Linked DNA regions of Mus musculus: all the other regions are linked to region 2. The links are chromatin contacts, called in public promoter capture Hi-C maps. All regions are on one chromosome and are shown on one strand. The core of a region is the stretch at or near the end of the contact, and the rest is flanking DNA. Distances in the headings are between cores, read along the strand shown. Region 1 overlaps Ltbp2 (latent transforming growth factor beta binding protein 2). Region 2 overlaps Ylpm1 (YLP motif containing 1). Region 3 overlaps Arel1 (apoptosis resistant E3 ubiquitin protein ligase 1).

Region 1 (3,400 bases), core at 267-2,766, 230 kb before region 2:
AGTGATGCTTTATACTCATAATTCCAGCACCCAGGAGGCTGGAGCAGCAGGACCCGCTTCAGTTCAAGGTCAGCCTGAGACAGAGCACGAGACCCTTTCTCACGTAACATTATTTTGGGAAATACTAAAGAAGTTTTTTCTCCCCTGGCAGTGGTGGTTCATGCCTTTAACCCCAGCACTTAGAAGGCAGAGGCAGATGGATCTTCGACTTTCATGTCAGTTTGGTCTACAGACAGAGTTCCAGGACAGCCAGGGCTACACAGAGAAAGCCTGTCTCAAAAAACCTGGATAGACAGAAAGATAGACAGACATAAAAAGCCATTTCGCCCGAGTTTATAACACACATGTAGCTATAATATTATATGCATTAGACATTCTGCTAACCCACATTTTGCAATATAGCATGATCAAACATGCTTATTTACCTTATTAGCTTTATTTGGAAATGATGATAAAGACACAGGAGGGATCTGAATGCATATTGGCCAACAAGGAAAATGATATCAGTGTTTTGATGCTAACACACATCCTGCCTTGATTTCACAACATCCTTCTCTTGTCACAGAGGCAAAAAGCCCCTAGATACTAAACAGAAAAAGAAAGCATCGACATTGTTTTAGAGTGGCGGTCCAGTGAGTGTGCCCACCTCTTGGGTTTGATCTCCAGCACTGAGGTGGGGGGAGGGAGGATTGAGTTCATAATTCCTAAGATGAGAAGTACCTAAGAGCTGATGAGATGGCTCAGTGGGTCGATGCACTGGCCACCAAACCTGACACCCTGAGTTCAATCCCACTGAGCCACGTGATGGAAGAAGGGAACTGTTACTCTAGCTCTATGGGATCCAGCGCCCTCTACTGGCCTCTATGGGTCACTCAGGTGCACACACCAACACATGGACACACAGAGGTATAACTGAGAATAAAAAGAAAGAATTTTTTAAAATAATGCAATTTTGCTGGATAGGATGATTCACATCTTAATAAGGAGACCGAGACAGATCTCTGTGAGTTCAAGGTCACTCTGGTCTAGACCTTCTCTCTTAATGAGGAGGAGAGGGGAAAGAAGAAGAGGAAGAGGAGGAGGAGGAGGAAGGGAGAGTAATGATACTTTTATTCAGCTGCTCAGCCAAGTTTGAGTGTCTTGGTGTTTACAGGTTTTGTTTTCAGTGCTGAAGGTGGAACTCAGGGCCCTAGCACTAAACTAAATTCCCAACTCCTCTAGTCTTCCCTGGTTGTTTTTTTGTTTTTGTTTTTGTTTTTGTTTTTGTTTTTTTGTTTTGTTTTGTTTTTTTGAGAGGGTCTCTCTGTGTAGCCCAGGACAGACTCAGATTCTCCATCTCACATCTGCTTTTGTCTCCCAAATGCTGGGATTCCAGTTGTGAGCCTCCATGCCTGGCCTACAAATGTTATTCCAAGTGTGTAGCTGCTACTTAGTAGCCGCCTCTCTAGGCTCTTAGGGAGAGGTTTGTTATCTATGGTAGCAGACAGAACTCTGCCTTTCACAGTTTGGCCAGCTGGCTCTTGCTGTGCATGTCAGGCCATGGGTGATGGGCTGATGACAAGTCATTATAAGACGTGCAGCTGTTATGCCTTTCATGATAGCTTATGATTACGTCATTAGTAGTTTCTCCAGACCACAGGTTCTTAGCAGGAATTTCCTAGAGTCCCACCTCTGCTTTGTCAGGGCTGATTTAGTTAAGGCCAGACAACAAACAGGTGCAGGAAGCAGAACCATGGGAGCCACAGGAATTGTAACATGACAAAATCAAACACATGGAGATGCCAGTTGCCTGGAAACCCCATCCCAGAGCATGCTGCAAGCCAAGCAAGACGTGTGACCATCTGGCATAATGGGCAGATCAAGTGAGGACATACACTTGTAAAACTTCATGCCTCCTTTGCTACTAAAAACGAAAAAATACATTGAAGTTCTAATTTTTTTTACTGACAGGATCCATGTTGTCTGAGGGTCTAAGTGTGGGTTCTGAAGCACTGAGTGAGCCACAGGAATGGAGGTGAAGCTTTGGAAGGTCCAAGTTTCAGGCCGTGGGCCAAGGTGAAGCTTGGGAACCTGGGGCCTGGTGGTGTGAGCTGAGGGCGGGAGGAAGGGAGACTGAGTCCACACTGTCTGGAGAAACTTGGAACACTGGCAGATTGGATACAGGCAGAAGGCGTTATGAAGAGCAGAAACTGGGAAAGAATACTACAGAGTATTTGCCGGGGGCTGAGGAGTAACGCCAAGTTAGTGTTTGTATGACGCTTGGATAGCAAGGACACCGGGCCACGCTGTCCTGTCTGTTTCTCACAACAGTGACCGTCAGGAAGGCTTCTAGTCCCCATTTTACAGAACTCAGGGAGGTAAGGAGGCTGGCAGGAACAAGTCAAGGTCGAATGCAGGAGGAGGAAGAAGAGAAAGAGGTGAGAAGGAGTCTTTCTCAGCAGGTTTCAGTGTACCAGAGGCCAGGGCAGCATTACCTCCTGACATCCAGAGAGATTAGAAGAGAAGTCAGGCAGATCTTTGCTTTCTGGGCAGTTGGGGGGTAGGATGGGGAGAGTGTTTGGCTAGAACTAAGAACAAGAGGAGACCCAGCCACTAGAATCTGAACAAAACCATGAGAGAGCTGAGAAGAGCTGGCCATGGTCACATGGAAGCCCAGGCTCCCTCCACAATGCAGGTCCTGCCCTGTAATGAGACTTGGCTCTCACTGGGTTGAAGAGAAAATACCCAATTGTCTGTACTTCCTGGAGGCAAGCTTCTAGAGAAAAATAAGTAACCGCCAAGCTTCTATCTCTAGTAGCAGCTCTCCCAATGTTGGCCAACAGCCTCCACGTCAAACTAGGTATTTCCATACCTTTCCGAAAGTCTTCCCAACTTCTGTGAGACCAAGTTCAGCATCATGATCTCGAAGAACCAGAAAAATCTCCTTGGGAGGAGCAGACGTTCAGATGGCCACGAGGCCTGGGGTGAGAATCCAGCAGCCACTGAACTGTGTGACCCTCTCACAGGGATGAGGGCGGCAGGTGTCCTTCCTGCATGTTCGGAGGGCACTGGCCTTCCCTGCTCATGGCATTTAGCATGTCATGTGACCACTAGTGTGCTTGCCCATCTCCTTCCTAGAGTGTAAGCTCTGTGAGGAGCCCCTGGCTGCAATCTCTCTGCCACTCTGCTATCCTTCCTTCCCAAGGAGGCCTCAACAAAAACTTCTAATTGCTGGAGACAGGGTTGGCCCTGGTTCCCCAAGCAGAGCTTGGGAGGAGACAGTGAAGACATGTCTGGCCACAGAGCTATTTATACTACACTCTTGATCTCAGCCATGACAAGGTGCCCACAACAGGGACATATGGAGGATCCCTGATGCATACCCCTTCCACCCCCCCCTCCCCCTGAGGACAGACTCATA
Region 2 (3,466 bases), core at 89-2,588:
GAGAAATATTCATGGAAGAAAGCTTAAAGAAATAAACAAGGTGATTTTTAGAAACATGGTATGCTGGAGAATCCCAGACATCATTCTTTCAGCACTAGTAATGCTGTCTTAAGTCGCTCAGAAATCTTTCTGCCTGCTTTAATAAATGTTCTCCTTTCTGTCTTATAAGTGGAAAGGGATGCCTAGCTCTTCTTAAAGCTAGTCTGTTAAAGTTATAGCATTAGTTGTGTTTCTCTTGACACTCTCCTTAGTCTTTATTGGAGTAGTTGTCAGAGTTAACTTGTTCTGAACATCTCAATAGATGGCTGAACACTGGGAAGTTGCACCTCGTCACATGATGCGTCTAGACATCCGCTCCCTGCTACAAGATGCTGCGATTGAAGAAGTGAGTATACTCTGCCTCAGGGCAGTGCAGATAAGCAACACCTTCTTCACTGTGAAAATCTGAAACTTCCAGAAAAGTTACATGAGCACTTACATACCTTTAAATAATCTCAACCAATTCAGGTGTTAATATTTCCACACATTTTAATAAACACCTTATAAATACTTAGTAACATTATTTCATACCATTACTATACAATCATATGAGAATTGTGTTGAAAAACCTCATAACCCATCAGTCCGGAATATGTTGTTGATGGCTATCTTCTAAGAACAAGGACATTCTCTAATAAATCCATTTAATTATAAAATTTAAGGTAAGCATTAGCTGGGCTAATGGCACACACTTTTAGTCCCCCAAAGGCTGACAGATCTGAGTGAGTTCAAGGCCAGCCTGGTCTACAAAATGAGTTCTAGGACAGCCAGGGCTTATAGACCTGTCTCAAAAAAACAAAAAGGAAAAAAAAAAGTTTACATTGATATGATACTATAAATTAAATTCTTTTGTGTTTTTATTTACTTAACCTTCTCTTCCCACACCCCCTAGGCACCTCTTTGATTCAGTCCTTGAGCAGATCGATCACCACCACCCCCCACCCCCGTTTCGACATCAATCTGCCCCACCTGTCTTACACCTCCTTGTCTAGGACTAATCTGTTCCTTCTCTCTCTCTCTCCTCTCTCCTCTCTCCTCTCTCTTACTTTCAGTTTGCTCTGTCCTAAAGGATCAGACACAGGGAAGTAGCAATTGATATCCTCTGGCCAAGACCACCCACCGCTTGGTGTGGGTGGAAGGCCTCCAACCCTCTGTCTGATCCCTGACAGATAACCCCCTATCTTTTATTCTTCTTGAAAACAAAAGAAAAAAGAAAAAGCCCTGTTACACATTGACTAGTAATGTCATTAGGGCTGTTGGCAGTTTCTCTAAAATTTGCAGGGCTGACTCACAGCTGGGACTTTGGGGAATTCCCTGTGACACCTCTCTCTGACCTCAGCGTTTCAAAAAACGCTCTATATCATGGGAAACTAGGAGATTGGGGAGGGGCAAAAACAAAACAAAAAAAGCCACCTGATTGCTTCCTCAATCGTGGCAGGTCATTTCGGCCTCACCCAATCTACCCCTCCCTCCTGCTGTGGATCTGGAGATCCTGGCAATTCTGGTTAATATCCACCCAACCCGGGCTGGATTCCTCCTCCAAAGTCAGATTGCCATCTTAAAGAGGGAATTTTCTCCACGGGAGCCCAACAGGGCACCCCAGCCAGCAGGGTCTAACCATCAGGTGCACCTCTGTGTGCCCTTCACGTCTGGGACAGAATGCAGCTCTCAAGAGCCCACCCCTGCCAGCCGACCCCTGCCAGACCGCTCCTGCCACCCCTGGAGGGAGGAGAGAGGGCTGTGGAGGCGATGGTAAAGGGGAGGGGATGACAGATGAAGGGGGAATGTAAGACTCGGGGGAAACGGGAGAGAAAATTCTGCCAGGATAAATCCTCCAGGCCAATTGGACAGAGTACACATGTTTATTTTTGTTAAAATGTTTTTTGGTTTTTCCCTAATATTGGGAATAACTCAGTATTAAAGTTCCCTGTATGGGAAATGTTTGTTTTTGATTGTTTGTTTTTTCTTAATAGTGTCAATGGTTCTTCTATGGAAGAAAAAATTTAGGGCGAGCTAAACTTACTAGTATAAAACACAACATAATCAAGGCATAAAGTACTAAGCCAGTGCTGTTTATATTTCCAAAGGTATTTATTAGTCATTCATTCATTGTATGGATGATTCTTATTGGCTGATTCAGATGTAGATACCTTAAAGAAAATGTTTGATGAAATAAAAAGGAATATTGCATTGTTGGGGATTGTAGATTGTTGCTAAAGAAATACAGGGAGGGAGGGAGTTCTGTTAATGACCCAGGATCTAGGATAGGTCTGTGAGGAATCCAACCACGGAAGGCACAGATTAAGATTGAGATTGTTTACAAACTCTTGGTGACTTTCAAAAGTTACCGGGAGATAATAACTAGCTGCAGCTCACTCTTGGATTAGCTACCCAAACGCTAAGTCATTTATATTCAAACCTTACAAGGTGATTAAACAGTCCAAGAACATTATTGGCTGAGGCTGAAGGAGAATTGGCTCTGGTGGAGACATTATAGGAAGGAGGCACATGTGGATCGCTTGGGTCCCAGCTGAATGGAACTTTAGTTATCCTGCCTGCTACTCGTTCTCCCACAGTGATTCTTATACACAAAGAAGATGATATCTCAGAATGGGTGCTTTTAGCAAGTAAGTAGTAAAAAATTAAAACCATATATAAGAAGGGTTTCTAAATTAATTATTAAAGAAGAAGGAGAAGGAAGAAGGAAGAAGAAGGAGGAGGTGGAAAAGGAGGAAGAAGAAGAAGAAGAAGAAGAAGAGGAGGAGGAGGAGGAGGAAGAAAGGGGCTGGAGAGATGGCTCAGTGATTAAGAGCACTGCTGCTCTTCTAAAGTTTCTTGAGTTCAATTCCCAGCAACCACACAGTGGCTCACAGCCATCTGTAATGGGATCTGATGCCCTCTTCTGGTGTGCAGCAGAGCACTCAAATAAAATTTGGGGCAAGGGACATTCAAATTTATTGAAAAACACAATGAAAAAACCAATGTTTTCATTTGGGTTACAGCTAAATTTTTCATTCATTAAATTAGGTAGCTAGTAAAATCTAATAAATAAAAGTTTTAAAAAAGAAAGAGTTGGACTTAGTCAATTTATAAGAAGAGACTTCACAGAGATGAGTGCCTTATCCTGATGCTGATATGGCCTAGTTATGAGTAATCACTAAAGGCTGGCAAAGGGCTTGCAATAACATTTTGGAAGAAATTAACAACAAATACTCCAAAAGCAAGCAACTTCAGTTTATAAAAAGAACTAACTGGATTCTTCTTCTTTAGTCAGAGGGACACCAATTTCTAAAGCTCCTACCTTTTACACAGATGCCAATAAATCAGGAATGGCAGGCCATAAGTTAGAGCTATATGCTATTTTCACGGTTTAGCTGTTCCAGAACTTCTTAATATAATCACCGACTTTCAACATGCAGAAAGAGTT
Region 3 (3,753 bases), core at 881-3,380, 130 kb before region 2:
AGACATCCTTTTGTACTACCAGTCCCCATGAGAACTAATCCAGTGCCATGGCCTGTGCCTGCCATTATGTGGGAGGACAAATCAGACGGCTTGTGTGGGCCACTTTCTAGCTGCACTTCTCCTGACCACTGATGAGAAGAGGTGATGCATTACCCAGTCTGGTCAAGTAGTGAGCTCAAGGAGGGCTGGAATGAGGCATGGTGGAAGGGTCTCACATGCTGGCTTTCCAACAGAACTGAGTCCTCTGTGTTATGAATGTCTCCCAGCCACGGAGGCAGATCCGGTCACAGAGATCTTCAAGGGACCAACGAAGTGACAGCAGCATGGTCCTCCTCTCATGACTGAGTAGAGCTCAGATAGGTGCCACGTGCTCAAGTGGCCTGTGGTGAACGTGGACAGGTGAGGTAAGAACAGGGCTTGCAGATGACAGAATACTCCAGACACAAGGGAGCATGCAGTATCTTCTGGCTAATGGTTGTGGTTAAGGTCAGTGGCTATGCTTGTTAACATGTGTCCAGATGCTCTAGAGAGCTTGGGAGCCAAGCAGGTGACAGAGGAGCGGTCAGAGCATGCCAAAGCCCTCGCAACCCTCACTGATGGCCAGCTGTAGCATCCTGTGCACCTCTTCATATGAGTCATATGTAGGGAGGCACAGTTGGTTAAAACTGGAAAAACAAGGAGGAAGATGATGAATTCATACTACAAGAAACATGGGCAAGGGCTAGAAAGAGACTCCCCCACCAGGGATGCTTCGGGCAGCCTACCATGTGTGTGCAGTAGGAAGCGTGCTATGGGTTGGAGCAGCAATAATCTGAAATGAGGGACAGAGGGCAGCAAATCCTCCAGGTGGGAGCTGAGAAGAGCCTGTTGTAAACTGAAGCAGCCTAGCCAGTTCCTCCTGGGTCAGACTGGAAACCACAGCCCAAAACCACCTCATGACCTGGCAGGAAAAGACAGGGCTTTCATCAACATGACATGCAGCCTAAGATCTGACTCCTAAGGAAGGACCAGGATACTGTGGGGAGGCACATGCTCCCAGTTACAGCACTATGAGGCATGAATAACAATCCCTGCAAGAATTTACATTGTCACAGGATCAGCGGGTAATCACCAATTGATTGCTTGGCTCTGCTTACTTCCATTCCCACCCATTACCGCAGTGGTAGTCAAGGCACCTGTCTTTAGGGACCTGAGCTCCTTTCGGCTTGGATAACTACCTGTTTTCCCAGAATCATTGTTTTGCCAGTCAACATGTCAACTTCTTCGACTCTTCTACATTTGTCTTCTAAAACCATTCCACTTAAGTCAATACCAACCCAACTGTGAAAGCTTAGCCCATTACCTTTTCTCTGAAATGCCAGGATCCACCAACCACTACAGCATGGGCTTTGAAGTCAGATACATTGATGTCTCCAGTCCCACACATCAGCAGCTAGACAGACAGAAGGACAAAGACATTCTATTTAGTCAGTTACCTACATACATGGGTATGCAGAATGAAACCAATGCCAGGAGAAAGACAGAAAATGAGATCACAGTGCTAGAATGAACTGTAATAGGCCAATGATTCCTAATTAGTGTGGGATTTCAAAAAAACAAAACAAAACAAAACAAAAATCACAGTATTAATAAATCCACACCACTTACACACACACACACACACACACACACACACACACACATACACACACACACACACACACGATTCAGCAGAAAACAAAAGTGATTATTGTGCAAGCCAGCCAACCTGAGTTGGATCCCTAGAACGCACAGTGGAGGGGTGTAACAAACTCCTAGAAGTGGTCCCCTGACCTCGGATATACCACAGCACACAATAAGCTCTGTGGCACATGTATGCCTGTATCACATAGACTGGATTTAAAAGACAGACAGATGAGTACACTAGGTACTGAAGCAGAATCTCTGAAGTTGGATTATACATTAATACAGCTGAAGAGGTTTCCTAGGTGTTTCTGACGAGTATGCCTAGTTAAGAACTGCTAAGGTGGCTTTGTCATTACAGAATGAAATGAAAGAAATAAAATAACTGCGTCTGTGTTCTAGTCAGCAGAGGATTGCCCAGGGGAAGGGCCCTTTATGAGTGCTTTCTCTCAGGTCTAGCCCCCTTTCGTGGGCTGAACTTTTAACTGCTTCCCTTTAGCTCTGCTTCCAGTTGAACAGATAAACTAAAAGGATGGGGGAGGGGGGCGCGGGGAAAGAGAGAGGGGGAGAGAGAGAGAGAGAGAGAGAGAGAGAGAGAACATTAATGACATCAGAGCCTTAAATATCTTGTTGATGTCCTAATTTGGCTCAAGAGCCAGCATGTTACTTAGCAGACTATGAATATCCATCCAATAGCTGTAAGGAATGATACCTCTTAATAAAGAGACAAAAAAGCCCAACTTCAGCCCTGGAAGCTTTAGTTTCTCGAAGACCATGCCAAGTTAATGAGTAGCTCGGAGCAGCCTGAGGAACTGTAGACTGCAGCTTTTCTCCCATTCTCGGATGTGTTGTCTCCAATGCTCACACTACAACAAAATACCCCAGGGCCCCAAGGCAGCAGCACAGGTAAGAGGTCTATAGAAATTCTAGACTGAGAATTCATTGTTTGGATCTTACATCTCCAGGCACTGCCGGTGATGAGAATCACAGAAGCTTGACTGTTCTCTAGCCGAGGAAGAATTACACAGCATCACCTGATGATACTGACAATAGCGGTTTCCTTACACATTTTAAAGTTTCTCTTTTGTTGTTGTTTTGTTTTGTTTCTGTGTTTTGAGATGGGGCTTCTCTCTAGCCCTGGCTGTCCTGGAACTCCAGAGTGCAGGAAGGATTTCTAACAGGAACGTTATGAAGAACTTTGACTGTACATATCATGTGTGAGGAGCAGCAGCAAGAAAAGACAAGCTGACTCTCTTGTTCTCGACTCCTAAGGCCTTTCATTCAGCTGACCATAAAAATGGTGTTTAGCCAGGCGGTGGTGGCACACACCTTTGATCCCAGCACTCGGGAGGCAGAGACAGGCAGATTTCTGAGTTCGAGGCCAGCCTGGTCTACAAAGTGAGTTCCAGGACAGCCAGGGCTATACAGAGAAACCCTGTCTCAAAAAAACAAAACAAAACAAAAAAAAAATGGTATTTAACCATCTTAGAGCTAACTTTGGGCTGACAAAATGTGAAATCACCGTTACTTAGATATGTAAATACATGCACATGTTCTCACACTCTGTGACACTACAGATATGTAAACACACGTGACTTTAATATGACCCATTCTGTGTCTTTCACTAGCATAGAGCCTGGAGGGACTTCTGTCTTCTTCACTGCAGTTTCTCTGGAATCTCAGCACACAGCTCATAGTTCACACACCCCTAAAAAATATACTCTATAATCCACTTAAATATGAAGACTATATATTATGCAAATACTCATTAGTCAATTAATATCAATAATACTTGATAAATATTAATGACTACTCTTCATAACTACTTGCTGCTCTATAAATTTCAACATTGTAATTTTTAAAAGATGAGACAAGGTGCACAGACATACATGCAGGAAAAGACTCATATACATTTTTAAAAATTTCTTTTAAAGTGACTCTAACTCCTGTATAATAAACGTCTTTCTGGCTACACAGTGAGACTGTCTCAATCCTCTCATTTCCCAAGAAGAAAGAATGGGCTTTCTTGCCGCACCACTAACAGAAGGTATAGCAAGCAGGGGCCCGTGAGGCACACCCTCAAGAACGCAG

Evidence for each region. Capture Hi-C pulls out chosen DNA fragments and counts their contacts.
Region 1: a promoter capture Hi-C map of pancreatic islet shows a contact between it and region 2. The contact joins two enhancer-like sites. A contact is called at or near these places in 5 of 484 Hi-C or Micro-C datasets (the Ba/F3 cell line, embryonic fibroblasts, group 2 innate lymphoid cells and 1 more), 4 of 115 datasets of contacts at active chromatin or transcription factors (acute myeloid leukemia, bone marrow-derived dendritic cells, embryonic fibroblasts and 1 more) and 3 of 9 other capture datasets (adipose tissue, liver and pancreatic islet).
Region 3: a promoter capture Hi-C map of pancreatic islet shows a contact between it and region 2. The contact joins two enhancer-like sites. A contact is called at or near these places in 13 of 39 promoter capture datasets (the 3T3-L1 cell line, 3T3-L1-derived adipocytes, the C10 cell line and 7 more), 3 of 484 Hi-C or Micro-C datasets (cortical neurons, erythroid progenitors and nephron progenitors), 2 of 115 datasets of contacts at active chromatin or transcription factors (embryonic fibroblasts and embryonic stem cells) and 3 of 9 other capture datasets (adipose tissue, liver and pancreatic islet).

What each region holds. Positions count from the first base shown.
Region 1 is chr12:84,817,860-84,821,259 of GRCm38.p6, forward strand. The region is part of intron 8 of Ltbp2 (latent transforming growth factor beta binding protein 2); the gene reads right to left. Among named protein-coding and RNA genes, the nearest start is that of Isca2, 46 kb to the left of the region's middle. Within about 2 kb of position 1,517, at least 35 of the 459 cell types and tissues checked have an H3K27ac peak or open chromatin away from gene starts, as enhancers often do. A contact at or near this core is called in pancreatic islet, where this site is marked.
Region 2 is chr12:85,049,988-85,053,453 of GRCm38.p6, forward strand. Ylpm1 (YLP motif containing 1) reads left to right here. Exons shown (of 21, transcript NM_178363.4): 15 at 1-40; 16 at 302-385. Among named protein-coding and RNA genes, the nearest start is that of Prox2, 45 kb to the right of the region's middle. Within about 2 kb of position 1,339, at least 76 of the 459 cell types and tissues checked have an H3K27ac peak or open chromatin away from gene starts, as enhancers often do. A contact at or near this core is called in pancreatic islet, where this site is marked.
Region 3 is chr12:84,919,916-84,923,668 of GRCm38.p6, forward strand. Arel1 (apoptosis resistant E3 ubiquitin protein ligase 1) reads right to left here. Exons shown (of 20, transcript NM_178065.5): 18 at 1,343-1,432; 19 at 765-940; 20 at 1-665. The coding sequence ends at 563. Among named protein-coding and RNA genes, the nearest start is that of Ltbp2, 45 kb to the left of the region's middle. Within about 2 kb of position 2,131, at least 4 of the 459 cell types and tissues checked have an H3K27ac peak or open chromatin away from gene starts, as enhancers often do. A contact at or near this core is called in pancreatic islet, where this site is marked.